Regions from separate parts of the Mus musculus genome. Here region 1 is linked to region 2. The links are chromatin contacts, called in public Hi-C maps. All regions are on one chromosome and are shown on one strand. The core of a region is the stretch at or near the end of the contact, and the rest is flanking DNA. Distances in the headings are between cores, read along the strand shown. Region 1 holds the start of Golim4 (golgi integral membrane protein 4). Region 2 has its middle 98 kb from the start of Golim4.

What was found. A called contact is a pair of places that touch in the nucleus more often than the background predicts.
Region 1: a contact with region 2 is called in a Hi-C map of muscle stem cells, with 2.0 times the contacts expected there. The contact joins the promoter of Golim4 here to the enhancer-like site in region 2. A contact is called at or near these places in 3 of 484 Hi-C or Micro-C datasets (muscle stem cells, nephron progenitors and uterus), 1 of 115 datasets of contacts at active chromatin or transcription factors (embryonic stem cells) and 1 of 9 other capture datasets (liver).

What each region holds. Positions count from the first base shown.
Region 1 is chr3:75,953,935-75,959,727 of GRCm38.p6, forward strand. It overlaps Golim4 (golgi integral membrane protein 4), which reads right to left and starts at 3,015. Exons shown (of 16, transcript NM_001291069.1): 1 at 2,178-3,015. The coding sequence starts at 2,364.
Region 2 is chr3:75,856,418-75,862,237 of GRCm38.p6, forward strand. No RefSeq gene overlaps it. Among named protein-coding and RNA genes, the nearest start is that of Golim4, 98 kb to the right of the region's middle. Within about 2 kb of position 3,849, at least 19 of the 459 cell types and tissues checked have an H3K27ac peak or open chromatin away from gene starts, as enhancers often do. A contact at or near this core is called in muscle stem cells, where this site is marked.

The DNA of each region.
Region 1 (5,793 bases), core at 1,765-4,264, 97 kb after region 2:
ATGGGAAGAGACAGATGACATTAGTCTACGAGTTCTGCACTCATGAACACTCACATGTAGACATACACATCAAAAACAAACAAGTAAATAAATAATGGGGGGAAAAAAAAGAATGAAATCAGACACTCTGAAAGCTCATCTATGATGGTGGTGTGTGTGGCATCACAGGGTAAAATACCATCTGTCCTAGGGAAGGAAAAACAAGAGCTGCATGCTTTCAGAAACTGTTCCTTATTAAACAGCACAGAGACACAGACGTGGACATTAATGTTGCTAAAAGCAAGCCTGAATGTGTGTGTGTGTGTGTGTATGTGTGTGTGTGTGTGTTTAAATAAGCAGAAACTTTAGCCAGCTTGTGAACTAATTCTTCCTACACAATCATTGCAACTGTTGCAAGGCCAAGGCAACAGTTAAGTAACATTTCAGGGGCACAGTACACTATGGCTCAACAGCTCAGCCAGGCAAGTGCTTGCTTGCTATGCAAGTTTGACTACCTCAGTTTGGATCCCCAGGACCAGTGTAAGAACCCAGGTGTAGTGGTGTGTGCCTGGAATCTGGGTGCTGGGCCGTAGGGGGTGAAAACCGAATATCCTTGGAGCTCACTGGCCAGACAGTCTAGCTGAATCAGTGAGATCAAAGCTTGAATCAAGTGACCCTGTCTCAAGAAATAAGGTGGAGAGTGAAAAACAAACATTGGCCATCTCACCACACACACACACACACACACAAACACACACACACACACACACACTAAAACTCATGTGGAAGGCATGATTTTCTAAATAAATAAGCAAGTATCCACCGTTCTCATACCAACAACTCATAGGTAAATTTCCATACTTTAAACTTTTTCTTTTAAATATAAAAACTATCAAAAACAAGCTTTCCCTCTGAAGGAAGCCCAGCCACATATTTTCATTGGCTGGAGCCATGCAGCACCAAGATGCTAAAAATACTTTCTTTTCTTTTAAGTTGGGACAAACAAATCAGACCAAGCAAATAATTGCATATCATTTCTCCCATCTTAAGTCTCTTACTAGAAAATGCTCTGCATAGCTCGGTCAAAGCAAAGGATCTGTTTTATATTTGTACACACACCCACTGTCAGAAATACCCCCTTCAGCTTATTTTTGCCCAGGATGATTCAATAAGCTATATTTGCATTCACAGCAAGGATGGTCAGCATTTAGGTAGGACTTTATTTCTCACTTGCTTTGTATTGGAGAGAGAGAGAGCTTCATGAGTGGTGAAAACAAACCAGCAAGACAGGCCAAATCATTCATAAAAATGCATACAACGAGTATGACCTTAATGGAACCACAAAGTGTTTCCATGCACTCACTCGGGAATCATCTAGACCGTGGAAACTCAGTGTGATTCTTAAAATGAAAGGCTACGAGCTGCGAACACCTTGCCCAAGCTGAGTCGTCTGTGGCTGGCAAAGGGAAATTTTATGTTTCTTCTTTTAGACTTCTCACAGCTAACTCTAAAACACGCGTGTGCCTTCCTGAAGATGCACACACAGGGTTCTACAGATCAGCTAAATAAAGGTTTCTCCAGGGAGACAAGCCTTTTAAAAGCAAATATCTGTAGGATAACCTACAGTCAAGTGGTGGTGTGGACTTTACCATCACTCCCAACATTTCTCAAGTTAACTACTAAATGAACAAACGTAATAACAAGAGCACTAATCACAACACAAGCTTGCAGGTTCCGTTCATGAGTCACTAGTGTATATAGTCTCTTTTTTCCCCCCTTGAAAAAGAACACGGGTTAGAAAATGTCTGCATAATTCTTTATGTCTACAAACCAAGGCTTGCCTCTTGGGAAAGGATTGGCAGATGTAGCAGAAGGGCTGTTTGCCTAGATTGCAGCTGGGCCTTTGACAAGTGCTTCGGGTAAAAGACTTGGTGTTGTATGTACCCACCAAACGCCAGGCAGGACCGTGCGCTGGTGCTGTGGATTTCAAAGATAACTCCTGGGAGGAAGCTGGAAAATCAGGATATTATCTCCCACACATACGCTCAGAAGCCAACATCCCCGCGGCCGCTCCCTCAGATGCGCCAGAAGGTCAATGAGTGGTACCTGCAAAGCCAACTAACTATCCACCAAGCTACTTTTCCAGCACCAGCACCAGCTCAGAGAGAAGTTGGCGGTGCGCTTCCCCTTAACTGTACCTTGCAACTGGGCAGAGAGAGAGTCCTGGTGCTGCTGGTACTTGAGCGCCACTGCCTCAGCTTTGCGCAGCTGCGTCTGCAGTTCCAAGTAGAGCATCGCGCCATAGAGGAAGCCGAAGACCACCGTGAGAAGCAGCAGCGTCTGGAAGATCCGCTTCTGCTTTCGGGAGCACATCCCGTTTCCCATAGTCCCTCCTGTGCCCCGCGCTGCGGCGGCGGGAGCCGTCGTGTCCTCGGTCCTCGGCTGCGTCGGACAGCTCAGCAACGGCCACCGCGAGAAGTAGCTGGACACGGCATGAGCAGAAGACGCGAGACACAAAAGCCGGACCAGAGAGGAAGAGGCGGCCGCTCAGCCCCCGCGGCCGGCTGGGCGCCAGGTCATCGACGCCACCCGGCCAGCAGCCACCAAACTTCTGCGATGTCGGATTTCCGCGAGTGGCTGGGCCCGCGTGGAGTCTCTTTGCATACTTCAGAGCCCGCTGCCCTTGCTACTGGTCCCCGCGCGCAGCCGGCTTGGTTTTCCCTACTCCCCACTTTTTGGCCTCGCTGTCCCCACCGTCAGTCCCCGCCCCTCGCGCCGGCTCCCGCTGCTGGACTTTGTCGCTACCACTGGTAGGGGACGCGCGCCCAACAAAGGGACCTGGCTCCAGGCGGCGTCCCCTTGAACGGTCCCTCGGTATTGATGAAGAGATGGGGACTGGTTGGTCTGGTCAGGTTAAGGGGGGTGGTGGGCTGGTGTCACTGATCTGGAAGCTCCAGCCGCCCGCCACCTCCCACCCAACTTACGTGTCACCCACGGCCCCGCTATCATGGCCAACGGGATTCCGGGAGGAAGTCCCACTCGGGCTCCCCGCTCATTGGGCCCGCGCAAGCCACCGCTCCCTCCTTTCGGGGAGCTAATGCTGGGCTCCATTGGACGCCAGCTTTGTCCGTCCCGCCCCGGGCCGCGCCTACCCTCTCAGCTCTGGGCAGGCTCTGAGCTCCGTGGGCCGCGCGGCCGCCTGGCGCCTGGGTGCGCCCACGTGGAGCCTGGATGGGTGCGGAGGGGTGGAGGAGCCTGGTTGGGAGGGCTAGGGACTTGTCCTGGCCTGAGGCTTGGTGATCATTGCGCATGTGTGTGCATGTATGTCCCAGCACTTGGAATGCACGTGGAGCAAGAGTACAGTGCTTATATGCACACCAACAACCGCAAAGCAACCGTGGGTGCACTCTGCTTAGCCCTGCTCATTTCTTACCCTACATAATGAGTTCAGCTTATGAACACTTTGTTCTTCTCACATTCTCTCAAGGACTGCCTACTGAGTCTTGTCCCATTAGAGGCACTAGGCTATGTGCAAAAATGGTAGAAAGTAAGCTGGGACCCTGAAGCTCACTTGACTGTCTACATGGGGTGGGGAAAGCACTTTGTTGGCAGAAGGAAAGAAATGATCTCATGTTTCCTCTGGCTGCAAATGGAATAATTTTAAAAACAAATCTTACAGGCTGAAATGAGTATGCATTCATCTTGCTGTGTGTATTTCTCTTAATGGTAGCAGAAAAAAAAATCAGTTACATTTTTAAATTACATTTTCAAGGCCAGCAAAACCCACTACGTTTAACAAAAAGTTAGACAGGCATAATAACGCCAAACCACTTCAAAGAAATCCACAGTGCATTTCTTTCTTCAATATAATCAGGGTGTGTGTGGAATTGAGGTTATGCATAAATGATAAATTTGTTTCTCCTCTTGACCTGAATTCTAAGAGAAATAAATTATTTCTGAAAAGTATCAGTTGTGCAGTGGCACTTTTACATTCTGCATATTGCATTCTACATATTTTTTTGTGATATCCTGCCCGTGTTTTAGTCATCACAATTAATTATGGGGAATGAGTGCTTTAAACGAAGGAGATCTGCTTAAACCAGATTCATTTTCAAGACAGTTCCTGTGTTGAATGTTTTTAGGTCAGTCCTGAAATCATAGGTTAACAAGAGCCACACAGGCAGACCAGGGCATTTCTCTCACTGTAAAAAATAAGTGAGACTGGTGGTATATGCACTTAGCTAATAAAAATCACATTATGTTGGTTCCAAATGCTCTTACACTGAATCTTAGCCAGGACATTCGATTTACGAGTTGGAAACAAAGAATCTAAATTTGGCCAATATGACCATAATACTTGTAGTCTCTTCTAGGTCTTGTAAAAAGATACTTCCTCACTAAAGGAGAATTTTATCAGAATCTTATCCTTTCTACCTTTTCCTTCTGTAGAAAACAAATCATGACTCCGTTTAAACATGTAACCTAAGTGTGAAACTATGCCAGACCTGGTAGGACAACCTGTAATCAGAGATACCGGGGAGATCGAGGCAACAGGATTCCAGGATCAGAATGGGCAATTGAGAGAGACCTTGTCTCAAATCAAAAGTCAAACGAGGGCTAGGGATGATGCCTTACTGTTGCAACATTTACCTAGAACACTGTAGACACTGAGTTCAATCCTCAGTCTCGGAGAAAAGAAAGAATGCTTAATTTAAAGGGAAAATGGTCTAAAGCAGCTCAAGTCTGCTTCCTGGTGATGGTGTAGCTCCCATAGTCTCCAGTCTTGTGGGATTTACCATCATTTAAGGTTTCCTCTTTCCGTTTTACTCATAGCAATTGGGAGACATTAGTGGGATTTCTTTAGAATTCCTCAGAACTAAATATGCCCATAAACGGCAAGATATCTGTAAAAATTCTCTAAGGAAATGAATTTTTTCAGCAATAATCTTAGTCTATACTTGAATATGTGATTATTCTGGGTACACACACACACTCACACACATGCGTGCACGCACGCACAGGAAATGTACAGAACAGGGAGGATGGAAAGACCACTCAGAAAATACACAGGCAAATGGATGGACCTGGAGGGTATCATCCTGAGTGAGGTAACCCAATCACAAAGGAACTCACACAATATATACTCACTGATAAGTGGATATTAGCCCAGAAACTTAAAATTCCCAAGATATAAGATACAATTTGCTAAACGCATGAAACTCAAGAAGAACGAAGACCAAAGTGTGGACACTTTGCCCCTTCTTAGAATTGGGAACAAAACATCCATGGAAGGAGTTACAGAGACAAAGTTTGGAGCTGTGTCAAAAGGTTGGACCATCTAGAGCCTGCCATATCCAAGGTTCCATCCGATAATCAGCTTCCAAACGCTGACACCATTGCATATACTAGCAAGATTTTGCTGAAAGGACCCAGATATAGCTGTCTCTTGTGAGACTATGCCAGGGCCTAGCAAACACAGAAGTGGATGCTCACAGTCAGCTTTGGATGGATCACAGGGCTCCCAATGGAGGAGCTAGAGAAAGTACCCAAGGAGCTAAAGGGATCTGCAACCCTATAGGTGGAACAATATTATGAACTAACCAGTACCCCGGAGCTCTTGACTCTAGCTGCATATGTATCAAAAGATGGCCTAGTCGGCCATCACTGGAAAGAGAGGCTCATTGGACTTGCAAACTTTATATGCCTCAGTACAGGGGACGCCAGGGCCAAAAAGTGGGTGTGGGTGGGTAGGGGAGTGGGTGGGAGGGTATGGGGGACTTTTGGGATAGCATTGGAAATTTAAATGAGGAAAAT
Region 2 (5,820 bases), core at 2,599-5,098:
ATCTATCAGAGTATCGCGCTGTGAACAAAAAGTTTACATATTTAGTTCAGCAATCGTACCTTAATAAAAATGAAAAAAAAAATCAAAAGAACTTTTATTTTATTTTTTTACCATCTTTCGCAGTAGAATTCAAGGTCAAGGAAAACAAAGCATTTCTGTCCATTACTTATCAGTGCCTGTTCCTGTGGCTAGAGTATTAGACTCTAGATATCTAGCAGATATTTGCCAAATTAATCATGGGAAAATTCAGTTTCTATCTTCTGTCTTTTTTTTTTCTTTTATACTTGTTCTATTCTATATTTGGCCTATAATGATTGTCAGTGATATAACCACGTAGAGTGAATTTTAGGATCATCCACTGTGATCTGGGGGTGGGATGGGGGGAAGGAGTGTTAAAAATATAGCAATGCCTTGAGCTTATCCAGATTAACTATGCCAATTTACTGGAAGAAGTCATAAACAAACAAATGATACTCAGCTGACTCTCCAGTCCATCGCTTAGATTAGAGTTTCCAACCATGCATCTATCTCAAGTCTGTCACCTATGCAACCTACACCCATACAGTCTTTGGCATCTCAGAAAGGCAGCATCTCCTTCATAAGAAGGTATTTCATGTTCCCCTCATTTCCTCCCTGTCCCTGTCCCACCCAAGTCCCTCCCTCCCTCTCCCACCAACGCATGACTGCTTTCTTCTTTCTCCCAAGTGCGATTCAGGCATTGTCACTTGGGCCCTTCTTGAGTTCTGTGGATTGTATCCTGGGTATTCTGTACTTTTTGGCTAATATCAACTTATGTTCTTTTTGGTCTGAGTTACCTCACACAGGATTTTATTTTCTAGTTTCATCCATGATCAGGTATTGGGTATGGGAGGAACAGGACTGAAGGCCTGGCAGCCAGCAGAAAGAATGGAAACAGACAACCTCAGGAAGTAGGAGGTGGAGGGACCTTCAGAATGTACCAGAGACATGGAAGATGAGAGAATCTTAGGACTCAAATGGAGGAACCTTAAATGAAATTCCCTACAGTGGAGAGAGAGAGCTTGTAGAGTCCACCTCCAACAGAAAGACAGGGCATCAAGTGGAAGAATGGGATTGCCATCCCACAGTCAAAAACTCTGACACAGAATTGTTCCTGCCTGAAAGAACTGCAGGGACAAAAATGGAGAAGAGACTGAGGGAAAGGAGGTCCAGTGACAGGTTCAAATTGGGATCTAGCTCAAGGGAAGTCTCCAAAACCTTACACTATTACTGATGCTGTGGTGTGCTTACAAACAAGAACCTAGCATGACTGCTCTCAGAAAGGCCCAAAAAGCAGCTGAAAGCATCAGTTGCAGATTTTTACACTCAATCAATGGACAGAAGCTGGTGACCCCTATATTCAAATTAGGAAGGAAAAACTGGAAAAAGCTGTGGAGGAGGGCAACCCCATAGGAAGACCAGCAGTCTCAACTAACCTGGAGCCCTGAGATGGCTCCGACACTGAGCCACCAACAAGTAGCATAAACCTGGTAGCTGATACGAGGCCCCCAACACATACATAGCAGAGAAATGCCTGTTCTAGCCTCAGTGAGAGATGATGCACCCAACCCTCAACAGACTTGAGGCCCCAGGGAGTGGGGAGGCACAGTGGGGTGGGAGTGGGTGATGGAGATATCCTCTTAGAGGTGGGAGTTTGGAAGAGATATGGGATGTGGAACAGTCATAGGGCGGACCAGGAGGAGGGATAACGACTGGACTGTTAAAAAAAAAATTAAAGAAAAAAAAAAGGAAGAAGATTTTTCATTACTTGCTCAATAACAGTCAGGTTCGCAAAGGAACTCATTTATACCCCTTAAGGAGTAATACTCCAGCATGCTTGCACAATATATATCAATGAAGTGTGTGCTTTTATCGTTGGTCAGTGAGGACAGTAAACAAAGTACAATGGTGTGAAACTGGAACAAATCTTAATTGTGATGGTTGGCATAGGGGGACAGAGATGCAGCTGCACAGCTTTTCTTCACAGTTTTATTATGTAAGAAAATAAACTACTGTAGTCCATACTTCTCTCCATATTCAGATAAAGTTTCCAAATCAATGTATTAGTATTAGCAGAATACCATGGAGGGACTAATCACTGTGTGCTGATAACTGTCTTAGCAAATTCTCTAGGATAGTGAGCCACCTGTAAGCACACACCAGGCCTCAGCTGCTATCCTAAGGTGGGCTGATCTTCTCCTGTCTCTTCCACTCCCACCCTGAGCACTGTTTCACATCCTCTCAGCCCTACCACTCTGGACCTCCCTGTTGGTTTATTTCAGCACCATAAACAGAGCAAACAACCGTCTGTTCACAGCACTGCAGCATTTGAAAGATTGTTGGTTCTCTGTGAGCTAGTGTCCTCTTTTATTCATGATTTCATTAAGTCAGGACTCTGTCCTCTCCCCCCCTGAGAAGTTTTAATTAGTGAATCCGGGCCCTTTGGAAAAAGATTGAAACAGGCTGAGAAATAATGACCTATTATCTACTAGATAATAACAGCTTGAGAACTAGGGTCAATTTTGTTCTTTATCTTCCCAGGAAATTCATCTCAACATCTCTAATGTGCTAAAAAACATTTTTTCCTTGAGGGTGAAGAGAGCTATTAAGCTCACATTCTCATTCTGTAAAGTTGAAAGCACTTAGTAGAATTAGAAGGGGGCAGTTTCCACAGCCAGACATCTGGACCTAGATGGTCGTATGTCCATACATGGAGAGAGCAGCCGATAAAGCACTTTCCCGAAACAATCATTTAAGTTGCTTAGAATCAAAAATTGCTATGAAGAAAATGGAGGCAAAGCAGGCCCATTGTTTTAAAATCTTTAGGAGTAAACTTAATTTCCTCTTTGAGTATGTCATAATTATTAAAAATGTTAATGACACAAACCATCCTAAAAATGCCTTTACTCCCAAGGCTTTATATCACTGAATTACACTCCTCAATAGGGAACTCAACGTCAGCCACAGATGTTTAAATTTCTAAAGAAATAATAATTCTGCCTTCAGTTTTTATGAAGTTTCTTTTCACATTTGAGCCAAGCATACACATCCAGAGCCATGCAGTCTAGGCACATATTTTAAAGCAGTGTATACTCAATTCAACCCAGACCCCTGACCATGTCACAAACATATTATGGGAAAATTCTCTCCAATTTCTTTGTCAAGCAAGAATTTAAGAGATTCTAAGAGGATATATACACTAAACTGGATATGTAATAAATTAATCCATCCACAAAGCAGGTCTTACTCGAGTGGGAGGAAGGGATGTTTCATTCAGGAGCCAGTATGTATGACTGTGTCCTGGAATACAAGTCACCTCAAATTCCATCTTCCAAATTGCTAACAGGCTTGTAAAGTTTTTGTACATACAGAAGAAATGAGAGTCACAAATCAAGACAGTTTTCAAATACTTCTGGTGGAAACATTAGTTGGGTGATATTCAAGTGAGGAAATCTCTGCTGTAGAACTCAGGTGCTATGCAATGTGGTCTTCTTGGGGTTGGAAGAAGCTAGTAGTGTTTTTACATTAGTACATGCAAAGTTGGTGTACCCCAGAGTATAATCACAAGGATATTATGGCAGAGACACATAGTCAATGAGTGGGTAAAGGGTTAGCTATAACTCAAGACAAAAACTTGACACTAGGTCTGCGACATTCCAACCCTCCATAGTGACAGAAGTCCAGTTAGTCAATCCACCTTGTAGAATCTTTAACACAACTGTGGCCTCTTTTATTATAGCTACGTCAGCTCTCGCATGTCTGAACACTTGGTACCCAGCTGATGTTGTTGACTGTGGTAGAATCTTACTGGAAGAAGTGGATGACTGGGGCTGGCAGGGAGATTTCATGGCCACACTCCACTTCCCACTTCCCCTCTCATCTTTGACTAACTAGCCACTGTCATGCCTGCTGGCATATGGAAAGCATCTACTATACCCTAAGCCAGAGAAAATCTGCTCCATTTAAATTTCGTCTTACCAGATATTAGGTCACAGCAATGCAAAATATTGTGAATACAACCAGAAGAAATCGTGAAATCTCATGTTTTTATCTCTATTCTGGCATAAGTATCAGTATGTCTCCCATGTCTCCCACAAGTATCTTCAGACACACCCCTAGTAACTTGCTTACCCCAATAATTTAAACACAGTTTAAACTACCATTTTGCAACCTTACTTCACCCGGGAAACCCTTCCTCCCACAGCACTCTCCAACCTGCCGAAAGACGTGCTGTTTATAGCTTTCCTAATTAGTACTTAAGGATAATATCATCCATTACTCTAATTTTATGAGAATTTATTGACATCCTTTTGGCGGTGACTATAAGACTCACTTTCAGATAGCAGATGTGATAGAAGAAAATTGAGACACATTGAGGCACGTGGGGAAGGAATGTGAGTGTGCAGCCTTACCCCGGCTGAGGACACTGTTGAATTGGAGTTAAGGAACATCTGGTCCGTCTCGCTGTAGTGAAGGGTAGAACCCCCGCCCTCAGGACAGCTGCACCACAACAAACAGACTGGCTGGATTACAGCCGCCCTCTGTGGCAGCCGGATTCCCACGCGTCTTCCTTTCCTTTGGCGGTTACCCAAGTTTACTCAGTCCTCCCTCTCCATCACCCACACACTACTGGTCAACATGAACAGCAGAGGGCTGACCAGCACTGAGTGATGGATTCAGAGCCACAGGACACTTCTGATCACCCGCCCTCACCCTAGGTCCGTTGTGAGGACCTAGCTCTGTCTAGGTTAGAGAAATACGATGAAGGCCACTCACCAGCTCTGGCTAGTGTACTTCTGTCTGTTGCTGCAGATGGTCCAGGAAGTACAGGTGGCCTGAAAGATCAACAGTTAACAAAGGGTTATCTTTAGAAACAGAAAACTATAACTGAGGTGTGCTCAAGATAACTGTCACATTTTACCTGGGACAGTATCATTTTGGATGAGTTCTAAGATGAAAAAAAAATCGGACGGTTTTTATGACCAGTAAATATCACAGGACTTCATGTACAGAACTGAGCAAACCCGCACATGTCAAAACTCCATCAATATTATAATACACTTAAAGTATTTACTGTGTGCATATTATTTCTGCTTTTGTTGAAATAGGATCTTTCTTTGGAGTCCAAGCTTTCCTAGAACACACCGATGAACTCAGGCTAAGCAGGACAAGCATGCTTTAAACTTGTGATCCTTCCTTCTATCTCTACTTGCTAAATTTGATTAACTTTAAAACAAAAGACAAAAACAACAAAAATATATCAGTATACTACCTGAGAAAAAACTACTCACTAAATTTATATTGGTCCAAGAGCCCTGCCAATAAGAAAACCAGAATATGCCTCAGTGCTTAGAAGCCCTTATGGCTCTTGTAGAGGACCTAATTTCAGGGTGCAGCCCTCACAAGGCAGCTTACAACCTACTGAACCTCCAGTTCCAACGGATCTGGTGCCCTCTTCTGGCCTCTGGCGGCACTACAGGCACAGGGTACATAGACATACGCAGGAAAACCCAGATACAAAACAAAAACATATTTTATTTTTTTAAAAAGTCTTCTGTAAAAAGAAAAGAAAAATCAATTGCAGTTTACAAAACATTTGTAACTACCAAGCTACTTAGTGTTCGCCAGAAGCCACATGAAAATCAACATGAGGTCAAGAACTTCCCAGTCTTTTCCATGTTAGCATCATCACTAAACAATCACAGGCACTCGTTGCAGGCGCTTGTTGCCTTTCCTTTCCCTTCTGTTGCTGTTGTTGAGAGATCCTGTTGTTGCGGTTGTTGATGATGATGATGACGACGA